Regions from separate parts of the Mus musculus genome. Here region 1 is linked to region 2. The links are chromatin contacts, called in public HiChIP or PLAC-seq maps. All regions are on one chromosome and are shown on one strand. The core of a region is the stretch at or near the end of the contact, and the rest is flanking DNA. Distances in the headings are between cores, read along the strand shown.

Region 1 (2,872 bases), core at 18-2,517, 1.0 Mb before region 2:
AACTTAAGATTGCAGCTATGCATTAGCTTCGGTTGTAAAAGCTGATTACATGGGAAATCCTAGGCAAGCAAGCTTGGTTATTACAGTGTTCTCTTAGAGGCAGACTAAACAAACAGTTTGAGTCCACAGTAGGATAGCAGCCTTAAGTCTTAAGTGACCTCAAGGTGCATTATTAACTCTGGCTGTGAGGTCCAGCAGAAGTTCCAGTCTTGTAGAATATAAGAGATAATTTTATTATAGTGCATCGCCGTAGTCCTTGACTTTGTGTGCAAGGCATGGTAATGTTGCGATGCATTGTGGGTCCTCCTGTGCTGCAGGCAGACTCCTTACCACCTCCTTTGCGATAACCTACTTTATTTTCTCTTGGGACATTAAAGCAGACACCGACAGTAACTCACTTTTAACTCAGAATTATGAAGGATCCCAAAGGGGTCAGATCAAGTCTTCATATCCACTTCCGTGCAGCCGAGTTCTTGCTCTGTGCTGGAACTATCTCCTTCCCTCTGGCACTAAGATTTCAAGCCAAGCAGAGCATTCAGTCAGAAGAATGGGGAAAAAAGAAAGATGTTGCCAACGTGCCACTAGGGATTCCAGTGAGTGGCACCATCCCATGTCCACTCTTTGATCTCTGATCTGGGATCCCTAGGGTTTTAATCTCGGATGTCTCCCATGGGAATTCCCAGTATTGATCCCAGGTGGTGGTACTGTTGAGAGGGGACATGGAGCTTTTAGGAGGAGGCGGGGTCCAGCTGGGAGAATCAGGTTGTGGGGGTGGGCCTTTGAAGCTCATGGCGGCCTCTGGGCCAGTGCTTTCTTTATCTTCCCACGATGGGAACAGGATTCTCCATCTGTTTTGTCTCTTGGTGACTGAGCTTCTCTTCCCTCCATGGGCCCTTCATGGACCACTGCCCCCAAACCGGGAGCCACGAGAGAGACAGCTCCAGACAGATGATGTTAATTCAGGATATCTAAGTCCCAAGGAGAATCTCCGGGGTAGTCATGATTATTCAAAGCACTGAATAGTAAGCTTGGCTTCCTGGCAATGTGCTCAGGTTAGCCCCCTTCTCCCTCCTGGCACCATCATTAGGCCCTGATCGCAGTTAGCAAAAGGAAGAGCCTGTGCAAACAGACACATTTCTGCACCACCCAAGCCCTGTCGATCTTTCTGGCATTTCTCAGATATTTTCTTGGTTGTGTCAGGAGGATTGCTCATCGTTGGTTTTGACTCATGTCTCAAAATCAAGGAGAGACATTAGCTGTCCCTGTCTTGCGGTTTTTCTCAACACAGCTAGCATGCCTGGGCGTGAGAAGGTACTGGGACGGGGAGAAGGACCAGGTGGAGGCAGGGCAGAGCCTGGAGCCAGGGTCTTCACCTATGCCCATCCGAAAGCATCTCAAATGTGCACAATGCTACGCCCTTGCCTGGAAAGCACAGGCTGGGCTTGAATAGCTTCTCCCTGGCTCCCGGATGCTGTAAGCAGGAATCTTCTAGTCTGGAATAACTCATGAGTCAGTCACAGTTTGGTTTTCAAACCGCTCTCCCTTGGTCAAAATCCCAGGTTATCTGAGTGCCATTAGCAAGGCTGAGCATTCGTGTCGTCCTTGAAACCACTGGCTTCCTGGGAAAGGTCCCGAGGTTCCAGTAATCAAGAGACACTGGAGCAGAGACCAACAGGCTTCTCGCTTAGTCTGCACCCCACCGTTGCCAATCAAAGCCACCAAGATGACTCTATTTTGATGTCAAACTAGCAGACATGATTTTGTGCAAAGTGGACTCTCCTCCCCAACCCCCTTTTGAGACAGGGTCCAGTCAGGCCTTGCGTTGATTATGTAGCAGAGCAGCAAGCGAACACACCCGCTTTTACTCAGTACTCAGACTAAAGCACACTAGGCAAGCTGTCTGTCGACTGAGCCACCCGCCACCTAGGCTCCGAGTAGATTTTTAAAAGAGTAAATAAAGAGATCCGTTTAAATTCCCACTCAGCAGTACTTTGATGTCCAAGATTAGAAATTGCTTCCTTGTATATTATTTCTGCACCTGCTGGAATGTGATTCCTGCCGTGTATCCACTTGGCAGCGCTGACTCTTGTTAAAACAGGTACTTTGTTAAGGAGGAAGCAGCTCTTTCCTGCCTGTGGCCCCCGTGGCAGTCCTGTCCGAGGATCTGCTGCCACCTACTGGACACATGAAGAGTAGCACTGACAGGCGAATCCCCAAAAGTTGCACTGACTTTCTGAGTTGGTGATTGATAAGAGGGGGGTCTTGTCCAGCATAGAGAGGGGCCCACTGGCCAGGCACGTTCATCTTTGTGTTAGGGGCTTGGTGATATGATAGACCCTCCCTTCCTGCTCTTGTCTTCCTCTTCTTCCTCCCATATCCTCTGACCTCCTGGTAATGCTTGTGTTTATTTAACATGGTCCGGGCTAAAAGATATGAACCAGAAGAGCCAACGGCCACCTTCTGGACATTGCTTCATGATCATCTGTGTGACCTACCCTACTTCAGGATGTCCTTATCTGTGTGACCCATCCCCCAGGTATACCCCATGACACGTGCAGGAGGGCTGGCCGAAGGCTGGGTTGGTGTTACAGGGACGGCATATTCCAGGGCTGAGATTCATATGATGGGCCCTGGAAATCCTGGTGCAAGTCAGGGAACCCAGGGCTGAGCATTGAACTTGGAATCCTGCTGCTGTGTGATGCCTTCTGAGGGGTTCACAGTACGGATTGCCAAGAAAACACCCTGAACTGGTGGCCGAGGTACTTCTCGAGTGTGGGCTCAGAGCTGGTGCTGGGTAGTCTGGTGACTGGCTGTGAACAGACAGACAGATACTAGGGCAGGGTATGGGGACACTTGGAGCAGTCCTGAGGAC
Region 2 (2,833 bases), core at 253-2,752:
CTAAGTTGTCCAGCCTGGCATGTTATCTATCTGATCCTTCATCCATCTGTCCTTTTCCCATTTACCCTTCCTTCTTGCCGTTTCTTTTCCCAATACAAATGTGAATTTGTTTGGTTCTGTCTTGCTTTGGTAGCTCTGAAGATCAAGCCCAGGGCCTGACAAATGGCAAAGCAGCATCCTCAGTCCCTACACGCGTGAACCAGTATCAACTGTAAACAAATGACCCTGCAACTGTACTTTCTAAGTTCCGTAGTGTCGGTCCCTTCCTGGATGAAGTTTTTGCACAGAATTTAGTCAGGCTACAGAGCCCAATCTTTGCTGGTTGAAGAGCCTCCTTTCCTCACCTGCAAGCCGTCCTGTAAGATGTTATGTATGTTTCAGTGTGTGAGGCTCTAATCACTACCTCTGGGAGAGAAACCCTCTGCATGAGGCAAGGCATCGAGAAAATACATACTCAGCTGCTGGTGGTTCCTGTACAAATGGATAGTAGGTGGCCGCACAGCCTGGGAAGACACGTGTCTCTGAGGACTCTGACCACGCCACGTTGAGCCCAGCAAACTTAGGGACGAATGGTTTGACATCAGCTGACAACTTGATGCTATCCTGAGGATGAGAGGGTGGGGATGGGCTTTAACGCTCCTGAGATTCGCCAAATGCCATCAAATACAAACCACAAGAAAGGTGCGCCATTCTGATAGGCCCATTGGTGATTACAAAGGTGCAGTGCAAAGACAAAAATGTGTTTGGCAACAATATCTCCCTGATGTTTTTATTATTAAAAAAAAAAAAAAGGTTACTGGACCTTACATGTGAAAAAAGGACAATGAATTAAAGTCGAAGGAAACCCCAACCTTGTTATATAACAAGAACCACAACTCGGAATGCTTCTGAGGATTTAAACTTGAAGATAGTTATTTTTACCTCTTCCATCTTTATACATGAGATATATAAGAACCCTGTACCTAGTGTCGCTAAACTATACCCAAAGGACGCTCAAAGTTATTATGTAAAACACACCGCTGACATTTATTGCCATCTAACTTCTCAACAAAAATCACCACATATTTCATCTGTAGTTAGTAAACCACACGGAACCTCTGAGAGAAAAATCATCCCACAGCCATGAGCCCTTGGAACGCAGAGTATGGGTTATTCTGACAACTTTTATCACCGCGTTTGGCCAATTTAGAGTGGATTTCTGGGACGGCCGGCGCGCCATCTAGCGGTCATGGCAGGCGCGGACGCGGGTGCGAGGTGCCCGAGGCCGTAGGTAGCCTATGTGTTATCATTTCGCTGGCCGAACCGTGAGAGGGTGGTCAAGCCCCCCATCCCCGAACCTCAGGCCCGGCGGCCCCGCGCGTGTGCCTAGACCCGCAGCCCGCCCCTTACCTCGCCGTCCGGCTCCCGCGGCCGCTCCGACGCCATGGCGGCCACGGAAGAGCCCGCGCCGTGAAGCTAGCGGCGCGCCTAACCAACGACTCAGCGTTTCCGCCTTCCTGCGCGGCGGCGCCAGGACGTACGTCACCGAGGCGCGACGGAGGCCTTCCCTGCCGGAAGTGCTCGGCGTCCCGGGCCTCCGGAGCCGCACGTGGAAGACTGGGGCAGCGACAGCTCTAGGGGGTGGCTTGTGGTGGGCCAGGAAGGGCGCGGCTGAGCTCTTACGTGGGGCGGGCTTGGTGATGTGACACTAGGGGAGGCCAGGCTCTGGGCGCCCGCACTGATGCAGTGCAGGAGGGAGACTCCTAGTAAGAGTGAGGCCGGCAGACCTGCTCAGTGGTGAGCTTCCAGGAGCATCTGCTCCTGTGGAGTTTCTAGTAGGATGTCATGGCGGGTGCCTGCAGGCAGATGAAGAACCTTGGAACTAAGAGGAGTCAAATGTTTAGCTATGTGAGACTTCTGCTGGGGCCTGGACAACAGGAAGCTCTCGCAAAACACAACTCCAAAATGAAACCAAGAGCACAGAAACAGGTCGAAGGACAGAAAAAGGTCGCCTGCAATGTGGGGGCATTTGGCAAACAGGCCTTGGAGTCAGTCTGTAGGGTTAGAATTAAACACCAGCCCTTTTTTTCAAGCAAGACACCAGTGCCAGTTCATGGTCAGTAGCCCTGTTAGGTCTAGTGTATCCCACACATGGAAGGCTGTGGCTCTGTAGTGTTTACTGTGTTCAATGAGAAATCACCCCTGCTAATGTCTAACTACAGTCTTGTTTCTGGCCACTCATACTTTTTTTTATGGCTATCCACTGATGTGTGCTTAATTTCTTGGTTCACACAAGATGCACGAATGTGGCACCTGAACTTTTAAGATACTTTTCTCTGAAACCACTAGACTTTTTGTAGACTTGTGGACACTATCAAGCGGTGGGTTTTTCTGTTCACTTGCAGAATCCAAAGTTATTTAGGAAGTAAACTGGCAATAAAGCTGTAATATCCTCATTTGGAGCTTAATATTTCTTTTTCAAGTATGTTTATTTTCTTATATTTCTTTTTCAAGTATGTTTATTTTCCCCAGGGGTAAAAATAATCAAGTCAAATTAATTTCAACAATGGTGATATAAATGCAATATACAAACTTTATTTAACAAAACAGGTAAAATAAAACAGGCATTTATATTAAGAAAAAACTACAAGAAACTATCTTGAACAACTTAAAACAACCCTACTTGCAGTTGCATTTGACTGAGCTCTGTTGCTGTGAAGAATACAGCGCATGCACAGGTATGGATGAAAGGTTTGTACACTTTTCAAGTATTCACTGAATACTACCTTATATACACATATACATTAAATTTGAAAAAGATTAGATGATCCCAGCTGCACTTCATTTTTGTTGT

What was found. HiChIP or PLAC-seq counts read pairs in DNA pulled down with a chosen protein or histone mark.
Region 1: an HNF4G HiChIP or PLAC-seq map of pancreatic cancer cells shows a contact between it and region 2. The contact joins the enhancer-like site here to the promoter of Secisbp2 in region 2. A contact is called at or near these places in 3 of 39 promoter capture datasets (HPC-7-derived erythroid cells, neutrophils and pre-B cells), 1 of 484 Hi-C or Micro-C datasets (pre-pro-B cells), 3 of 115 datasets of contacts at active chromatin or transcription factors (large pre-B cells, pancreatic cancer cells and pro-B cells) and 1 of 9 other capture datasets (liver).

What each region holds. Positions count from the first base shown.
Region 1 is chr13:52,657,931-52,660,802 of GRCm38.p6, reverse strand. No RefSeq gene overlaps it. Among named protein-coding and RNA genes, the nearest start is that of Syk, 62 kb to the right of the region's middle. Within about 2 kb of position 1,267, at least 60 of the 459 cell types and tissues checked have an H3K27ac peak or open chromatin away from gene starts, as enhancers often do. A contact at or near this core is called in pancreatic cancer cells, where this site is marked.
Region 2 is chr13:51,650,377-51,653,209 of GRCm38.p6, reverse strand. It overlaps Secisbp2 (SECIS binding protein 2), which reads right to left and starts at 1,502. Exons shown (of 17, transcript NM_029279.2): 1 at 1,390-1,502; 2 at 455-603. The coding sequence starts at 1,425. Cks2 (CDC28 protein kinase regulatory subunit 2) reads right to left here. Exons shown (of 3, transcript NM_025415.3): 3 at 2,548-2,833. The coding sequence ends at 2,821.